Linked DNA regions of Drosophila melanogaster: region 2 is linked to region 1. A link is a contact called in public Hi-C data. All regions are on one chromosome and are shown on one strand. The core of a region is the stretch at or near the end of the contact, and the rest is flanking DNA. Distances in the headings are between cores, read along the strand shown. Region 1 holds the start of Osi17 (Osiris 17). Region 2 holds the start of lncRNA:CR44333 (long non-coding RNA:CR44333).

Evidence for each region. A called contact is a pair of places that touch in the nucleus more often than the background predicts.
Region 2: a Hi-C map of the Kc167 cell line shows a contact between it and region 1, with 1.8 times the contacts expected there. The contact joins the promoter of lncRNA:CR44333 here to the promoter of Osi17 in region 1. A contact is called at or near these places in 2 of 107 Hi-C or Micro-C datasets (both in the Kc167 cell line).

What each region holds. Positions count from the first base shown.
Region 1 is chr3R:6,310,366-6,315,264 of dm6, reverse strand. It overlaps Osi17 (Osiris 17), which reads right to left and starts at 3,493. Exons shown (of 10, transcript NM_001275379.1): 1 at 3,192-3,493; 2 at 1-380. CG31560 reads right to left here. Exons shown (of 2, transcript NM_169135.2): 2 at 4,267-4,899. The coding sequence ends at 4,375.
Region 2 is chr3R:7,283,906-7,288,264 of dm6, reverse strand. lncRNA:CR44333 (long non-coding RNA:CR44333) reads left to right here and starts at 2,670. Exons shown (of 1, transcript NR_125095.1): 1 at 2,670-3,035. All of the region lies in intron 7 of rn (rotund), which reads left to right. RacGAP84C (Rac GTPase activating protein at 84C) reads right to left here and starts at 2,303. Exons shown (of 3, transcript NM_057356.5): 1 at 1,841-2,303; 2 at 897-1,704; 3 at 636-776. The coding sequence starts at 2,160. The coding sequence ends at 750.

The DNA of each region.
Region 1 (4,899 bases), core at 2,244-4,743:
CACGGCCAGACTTAAGGCAGACCGGTCGCTCTCTAGTTTTTTGCTCTTCTCAACGGTTCGGTCGGTTGTCGATGACTTTTTGCAGTGCGCTATCGGTTGTATCTTGTAGCTGGTTTATGGTATCTTCTCCTGCATTCACACGTCGCTCTTCCTAGATTCTTTCGCCGCGCAAAACCTTAACTGTATTTCTTGCCGCTGCTGAAAGTTGCTTCGTCTACACTCGCTCCTCTATGTTTGTTTATCCATTTTCCATTTAGCTTCGGATTGCTTCGAGTGCAGTTTGTCTGCTGGTTTGATGTTAATTTTCCTTGTACTTTTTGCGACGCTCTTCCCTAGTCGGCGCTTTTCACGGCCATTTGGTGTCCAATGAACGGGTTTCCCTACAACGACAAAGTTTATTACAATATGTTTTTATGGGGCCAATATGTTTAACAAGTACTTATTCCGGCAACTTAAAATCCATATATACAAGAAAATGGGTCAATAGGCAGCGGTCAGACTAGTAAATCGATGACCGGCAAAAGTTTCTTTTTTATTGTGTCAAATTACAATATTCTTTGAATTTCGTAAAGTTTCTATGACGGGTCAAGGTCGAGTGATAAAAATACACTGAATGAAGTTATTACAGATCTAAGAAAAGCGATTGTAAACTATGCAGCCCAAGAATTGTAGAAGATTCCTTTTTATATTTTCTATCATTTTTATCTAACGTGATTGAGTCAAAAGTTGACCTACTAATATTAGCGAATACATGAAAATGTTCTGAAAAATAATCGTCGACAAAGCTTAACTTTTGTTCACAGCGATTGAATATAGAACAGAATTGAAAAGACGTTCTGGGCGGCAAAAGAAAGCAATCAAGTTGTCAAATAAAATCGCCATTACACTTCCGATGAGAAGAGCAACAAAAGATTTGTGGTGGCATACATGTGACATCTGTATGGATGTATGTATGCCTTTTGACTTTTGTTGTTCCCGAGTCATTGAAAGTGCTTCAGCCAATATGTCATTTATGATCAAGATATCAATAGAAGTGCTTGGCACTCTGACCGCATTATTACTGCTTTACTTTGGCTCTGAACCCGTCTGAGACCTTCCCAGCATTATAATTAGCCGAAAATAGTCGCTGATTTGGGCCTAGACATGAAAGTCGAACGGTTTAGCTGCTTATAATCATGTTCCGATGCAATCAATTGGGCCGCATTACGCGCACAGCTGCATACTGGAGTACCACTTATTATTATTATTATTATTTTTAACGAGCTGCTACTTGCTTTCTGCAGACGGTTCGTATGCGTAATGTGCATAAACGACATGTGTTTCATGTAACGCTTCGCGATGTTATGGCTTTTCATATTAAAGGCATTTTATTAAAGTGCCATGGCGGCTTATGTCATGCCAACAGAGATAGCCATAAGCCAGCGAGTACACAATTGCTATAAAAATAATGGCCAGCTAAATCAAGTTTAGGGAGTCGGCGACAGCAGAACACGCTCTCCAGAAGAAAAAAAAAACAAAGCCATGTGATGTAAGTTCTTTGCGGGTTCAAGCCAAGTCGAAGACCCAGCTGCAACCGTTAGTTGCCTTTAAAGGTTAGCGGCTTAGAAGCATGGCTTAAGACTTTAGTATACAAACTGTAGCTGAGTTTGGGCAGGTTGTCTATTTCGATTTAATATTTTGAGTACACATTAGAATGAAAATGGTTAGTTAATGAAGAAAGTAATATTTGTTGAGCTAATGTGGCATCGTTTTATGTCTGCTTTTTGATGAAATGGTTGTGTTTAAATTAAATATTAACGGATTGTCGCTGTTGGCATAATTTTTGGGATTTTTGCAACCCTCGAGAGACATTTGTTTACGACTGCCGTTCTGTTGTTGGCTTTCACTCGAGTGCTTTCTGCTCTTTTTAATAATGATTCAATTACATCTATTTTAATGACACTTGGAAATGGCCAGCTCTCGGCTGGCCTGGCAGATTACGTTTTCGGAAGGTAACAAGCTTTCCCTGCGAGTTGTTTTTGTTTTGCCACTATCAGTCGCAGCATTTCCGCGAGATTTTATTGCATTTTTATGTGACAATTTCTCGGGCTGACACACGCATCCGAACATCGTTCCGCTCGACGAGCGGTTATGTAAAGCTTCAAGTATTTGCATTTCATTAAATTGTTCCAATCCCCTCAAAGACTTTCGGTTTCAGTCGAACGCCTAGTGAATGTGGATTGCAATCTAATAGATTGCTAATTTCACTTTGTGCGTGCCTGTAACTTAGTTCGCCAAGTGTGTGGTGTGATTTGTGCTAGCGTGCAAATATTTTCAAAAGTTTTTTAACTCCGTCTGCATTTCTTCGGTTGCGTTCCAGAGAAATCTATAGCAAACTCACTTTCGTTGCGGTTAACCAACTTGACTCACTAATGGCTTATTAAGTCCAAATAGATCGGATTCAACGTACTTTATACGATCCATCCATCTGTCGGGGAGAGCAACAAATTGGTCAAAAGTGCACTTATTGGCCCAGGGACAATAAAAAGTGTAGTTAAAACGAATTTGAGCTCTGAATAAAAAGGCTTAATGCCAGCCCACCGCCCCCTTCCACATATGGCTGCGGTTTATCGCCTGCAAATTATTCTGAAAGGTTTCGTTTTCAATTAAGTGTGATTATTTGGAGCGAACCACCACAATTGGCGATTGCCTTTTTACTCTGACCATTTGTTTACTTTCTTCTGGCATGCTCCTAATTTGTTTATCACTGCAAATAACTCTATTATTTTTGGTTTGCTTCGTTCTGAGAACGTACAACCGCCGAGCACGCAAGCCCAACAGCGAAGCACTAATTGGGATTCTAATGGGTATTAGAGCGCGTTGAGATTCCCATCTGGCATGCGCTAATAACTCGAGGTGGGCGGCGAAAGGTCTTTAAGAAGCTTAAGAACCCAACGAAGGCAGCTGGCAGAGCCAAGCGACCGAAGTGAATTTCACTTTTACCCACTGGGCCAAATGCACACGGACATGCATCGCATTTCGCCTGCAAAACGGGTTTCCATTTTTTTCGGTTGATAAGTGCAACCGGCTTGCCAGCTGTTGGCCTCTGTTTTGTTGGTCACTCATGCAACTGAAACTGGGTCAGATATTTGCATGACCATTCGATGCGGAGGCAATGTGCGACTTTCTGACTTTACCTCACGTTACTTTACCTCACTTGCAACGACGGTGCTTCCCCGGAAATTAACACGCACAGTAACTGCGACAAACACTGATCATCACCATTGGCTCATAATTCTTGGGCGCGATTCGGAGTTGCTTGACATGGCGTGGTGCATAATTAGCGAGTTGTTTTGTTATTTGTCCGGCAGACACTTTCGCTCTCGCTTTTCACAAGAAGAAATTTGTTAAGTTTGATTTCCAGAATCCGTTGTGTCTTTCACTTTTTACGCTTGCTTCTGCCCATAAAAAAACAAGCAGTGTGGCGCGATAAACGTGGCTGACCGGCGAGCGTGGATAACCAACTGAATGTGGAGGCAGCTCCATCGCACCAAAGATGCGGCCAACTTTGGGTGTTGGTAGGTGAGTTTATTCGTACCAACACAGGTGCATATGAATCGAGACACAGACACGAACTACCTTTCTCAAGCTGGGAAAGAGATGGAGAGAAAGTAAGTACACCTGTCCGCCTGAAAGTATGCCACAACTCTGCTGACTTTTTAAATGAATTGACAAAGAGTCGCAGTAAAATCTGGCTAATCCGGATAACAAATTAATTTTCTGTTTCTTTTAAGCCCCTTTATGTCGGCATAAAATGCTTAAAAGATTATAAAATTTTAATTTGACAAGAAATTTGAAGTAATTATATAATTTAATAAACTGGTGTGTACCGAATAAGAACAGAATATAATGTTTTTAATTAATACATCTGTTGTTCTTATGACAGCTATATAATATTAGATAGATTTTTGATAAATCAAAGAATTCGAATAAATTGTGACCAAAAGTAACGAAGGTAAATTTTTTAAGATTTTATATTTGGAAATAGAAAGGATACTTTTGGAAAAGTTTCATCCAGATCGCTTCAAAACTTAGACACGGACGGACAAATTTCACTGCGTTGCCAACTTCTGACTAAAAAAAGTATACCCTCTGCATGGGTCTTAATTCATCTTAAATCTTAATTCATGTAAATAATTCTGTTGAATTAATAATGTATACACTTTTAAAAACCTTTGTTTTTCACGGGTTTTATTTATTATGTTTCCATTTAAATACAGTGGAAATACGAGACACTGAGTAGACTCTTAAAATGTCTTAACCACTCTTACACAAATTAAACTTACAGGTATGACTCTTTTGCTTCATGTTATTCGTTTATTTTATTTTATTAATTTAGCTTGCGGCAGCAGTTGTCTCATTGTTTTCATTGGTTTCAATCAATTTTAGCACAGTATCATTTTGGTTACTGCTATCCGACAGCAATCTTGTTGGCTCAGTTGACATTGTAATAGGAGCTTCAGTTGTGGAAGTTGTAGTAGTAGTGGTCGTTGTCTTTCGCCATTTTCCCCTCCACTTTTTCGGGCCATCTTGGCTGACCGGCTTCACTCGATTCCCGATTATCTTGTGCCAATCAGACCCGTTGTCCTGCTGAAAAGAGTTTCTAAGTAGATTTTCGCCCATCATCCCATTGAAGCCCATTGCGATTTGGTCATCCACTTTATCCTTGGACGGTCTCCTCATCAGATCTATCTGTGGATTCAGCATTAAGGGCATCGGATACGGAATATAAAATGGAACAGGGTAGAAAACTGGTTGGGCGTTTAGGGTATTCATTGGTCCCTGGTCGACAATTGGGGAGCTCTCCCAAATTCCGGGCATCAGCAATAGGTCCTGCATTGAAAGTCTCTGTTTTGGTTT
Region 2 (4,359 bases), core at 1,421-3,920, 970 kb before region 1:
TTTATGTTTGTTTTGATTGTATTATACATTATTTGGACCATGTACGAGTATTGGCTTGGGATCGGATCGACTGATATTGGGAGTGAGTCTATTTATGCACTCGTCCAGTGCATTCGAGTTTTGTTTTGCTTTGCTTGTTTTTTGCATTTAATGGCCGCACTTTTTTGCACGGCACTCTCCAAATTGTTTTTAAAATGCTAACTTTTTTCTTGGCGCTTTAACTTATTTATATGTGTTCGCGGCAAAATATTTTACTTTGTGCTTTGGTTTACGCTTCAAAGAAACATAAATATGGGAAATGGAAATTATTAATTTTTTACATGTTTTCAACGGTTGGGAATTAATCAACGTTCGGCGAAAAAAATTGCAAATTCAATTAAAAATGTTTATTAATGTTTCAATACTCGAAATATATAGTTTTGCGATAACGTCGCTCTGGGCCATGCTAGATTATTTATGTGGTGCGAATAAGATTTTGGCCTGGCTTTATATTTAATTAGCCGAATTTCATATATGGAAATAATGGGTGTTTTCTGAGAGTATCTTTTGGTGATTCAATAAATCAAGTATTGCACTTGAGATGTCAAGTACTCTTGTTAGCCGCATATAATTCAACAACACATACACAACATGTTAGAGATCCAATTATTATTAGTTCTTCAACTGTAGTGAATAATGAAAAAAAATACAAAATAAAATAAAAAAGGGTGACTGCATCCATTCTCGATGTCTCAGTCATAAGACTTTCACTATAGGTGAGTACTGCTAAGGTTGACCTGAAACAGGAAGTATTCAGTGAAAGATTTGTATGATATGTTTGATTGCTTGTATTGAGTTTGGCTTATTCGAATATGAAATTCTATCCAAATCCGTTAAAGGGAAACCATAGGTCTTACCATTGATCTAAAGTAGGTCTTAACAGAAGACCATCCCAGATTGGACGAGCTGTCCCAGTGACGGTGATTGTACCGGTCCTCAAAGTCATAGGTGCTGCCCAACGAAGTGGGAAGGGGATGGACCTCCAAGAACTGAGACCAAAATCCGGCAGGCATCAGAAGTAGCACCTTCAGCACCCGCTGCCAAGTGACGACATTTTCGAGGGTTAGATCCAGATCTCCGAACAGAGTTGGAGCGAAGATCACGGCAAGATTGTTGACCGTCATGCGGACAGCAGGACTTTCGGCAATTTTCTGCCAGTGAAGCATTAAGTAGGCCAACGTATCCCTGTGAGCCTGATGCAGCTCCAGAACCGCTAAATATACCGCCATCTCCACAGCCAGACGATCTTCGTGCCGCGTGGCCTCCTCGAAATCCCTTCGGTGGTAAATGGGAATCAGAGGGTGAACCAACTGCCGAAGAAAGTCCTTAACACAACAGCACAGTGTGTGGGTGTCTTTATTGCCCAAATGCGGCGTGGACTTGCCACGCAGCAGCTTCCGACGCAGTCGTTTGCATTTCTCTCGGGTGGAGGACACCCGGTAGAGTCCCTCCTGCTGCAATCCCCGCGCCTCGATCTCCGTTACACAATGGACAATTAAGGCCGGCACCATGGGCGCCACCCGAGGCGCATAATCGCTGAGACATCCTCTCTTCGTACCGATTTGAGGCTGGGGGATGCAGTTCACCGTCAGCTGGCGGCAGCAACCGATGTGGCAGCGGAGCGGACACGCCCGACACCTCAGGCTGGCCATGGCGAAGCGGATCCTGGAAGAAGACCAGGGACACGCGGTTAGGGAGGTAAATGCTGGTCAGAGAGGGTTGGGATGTTATTTAACTTTTCATGTTTTCCCTGAATTCGAAATCCTCTCAGAAGTTCCACCATTCGGTGATTGCAACTCACCTTTTGCGGCAGTGTACGCAGTTCCCCACGTTGTAGTAGTAGGACTTAATCTTGAAATTGTGCTCCCTCAGCAGCCCCGAGTGGGACTGCGAGCAGAAGTCGAGTCCGTCCGTGGATAAGCCATCGCAGCCACTGGGATTCATGTCCACGCGATCCTGCAGCGAGTCCAGGGACTGCGATCCAAACATGCGGTAGTGCTCGCTGAGGTCATCGTAGGACCTGTACTCCCGCAGAAGCCTCCGTTTGTTCTGCATCGTGGGGCGAACGGGCGACAAATAAAGTCGATTTGAGGGCGTCCGACTCCCAGAGCCACTAATCATAAAGTTGGCGAATTGATTCAGCTGTTCTGGTCAGTTGGCAATTTCCGAAGAGAGGCCACTTCGGCTTGAGTCAGCTACGCAGAAGTTATCGGCTCGCTTCTCCGAATACTCGACCGAAATGTTTATTTACTCTTACGGTTTATTTGGAATCGGGTGAAAGCTGATAGCTTAAATAGTTCTGGCAGCACAAAAATTCGATCACCCATAGAGAGTGCCTACTGTGGGTCGTACATTTGTAAATATTTCTGGATAATTCATACACACATCTAGGGTGCTCCGCAGAAATTTAATGGGCGACTAAGGTGTTACTAAGAAATATCAAAAATGCTGTTTTCAATACAAAAAAAAAGTGAATCAAATTATTATAAACATTTTTTGTGCCTAACAATAACAGATATTTGCCCTGTCTTCTTCATATAAACAAGTCAGTGGTGATCTTTTTATATTTTCGATTCAATTAAATCGTTAAAGACAATCAATCACACCGAGATTCAATGTCACGATACAAAAGCTAAAAATCCCTAAAAACAAAAAGAATGTAGAAAATCGAACTAAAAAAACAATTTGCTAAAGTATCTATGAATTCTAAGCGCCCAGAAAATGGCTCAATGGCGCCGCTAAATGGATGAAAAATTCATGGAAAACCGTTTTGCGGCCACCAGACATAGAATGCAACCAGCAAAAATGTAGCACGAAAAAATGCTGCAGTTCATGTGAGGCCGGAACGTCAGAAAGCGAAAATGTTGAGTAAACGTGCTGCTAAAAAAACACAAAAATTAGAATTTAAAGGGACTTCGAGCTTGGAACTTTTGTGGAAAACGAAACATGGATCTGTCTGTTGATTTAATGGCATCATTGGCATTGATTTTTATGCGATTTTAAAGTTTGGATAGAGTAAAAACAAAATTATCATGGCACTTTTCAGTTTTGGGCTGTGAATTGAAGAGCAGCGCCAGCAAAATTAACGAGCAAGGCGGGGAATTGGATTTTTATGCTTTTTTGTAGTCGTTTTTTAGGCGTCAGCTGCATTGACGCCGGTGTGCCTATGTGTGCGTGAGCATTTGAGGGTGTGGGTTTAGGTGTGTGTGAGCTTTGGGCTGAAATACTAAGGATGGTTGCCACTGCCACATTGAATTCGTAGTTATTAATGCGTATTGAAATGCACACATTGCAGTGAGTGAGAGTGTCTCTCTCTGTGATTATGCGGCGTGTGTGTGGGCGTAGTATTCATAATTGCACTTGTGTGGGCTTCTATCTGTGTCCGACTGTTTTGTTTGTATTCAAAGTCCACAAATACGAGTCACGCATCGCAATAAGCCCATGCAATCCCCTGCCTCACTCCTCACTCCACTTTTCCCAAAATGCTTTTTTGTACTTTTTCTGATTCGCCTCTGACTGTGTGTGTTCAAATACGTGTGTGGCCCTATGTGTGTGTCTGTCCGTTGCGTATTCCAAAAAGCAAAAAAAAAAAGTACAGAAACACAACAAAACAGCATAAAAAATGTTTGGACATCCACAAAACATACAAAAAAGAGGGGAGTTCTGGGCAAAAACGAGTGGGAAAAAATGGCATCAAAGCACGTTGACAGTGTTGCCACGTGGTGATAATTAATTTTTCACACACAAAAGTTGATCAAAATGTTTTTATCCGGTGCCTCCAAAATTTAAGGAATTATTTGGTTGCATCGAGCTCAAAATATTTCAACTTTAAAGCTTCTTAACAGAATGAAAAAGTTTAACGCAATTGTTATAGATTCAGGATGTTGCTTAAAAACATCTTAGCACATGGTTTTCTGTACTAAAACCATGAAATCAGCAATTAATTAATTAAAAGTCTCAGATGTATATCATTTAGCTACTAGGGAACACTCTTAAAATATCCACATAGAAATAGAAATATTAACACCCACCAGTATGTGGGATAAAACTAGATATTCAAATTCTGAAAAGCTGGCCTACACATAAGATGACCAATATGATTTTAAGGACAAAAAATCAGTTCACTAAGTGACCTTTTGTGAATTGAACTATAAATCGCAAAACAACCTGTTAAAGAATTCCGCCTCAATCGTCGCTTTGTCTAACCCAATTCTAGTTGGGCACTAAAAACAACAATTTATAATAAATTGTATTTTTCAATGGCAACTCTGCTATTTTTTAAGACTCTTCCTCTCCCTTTCTTTCTGCCGCCGGCCAGGA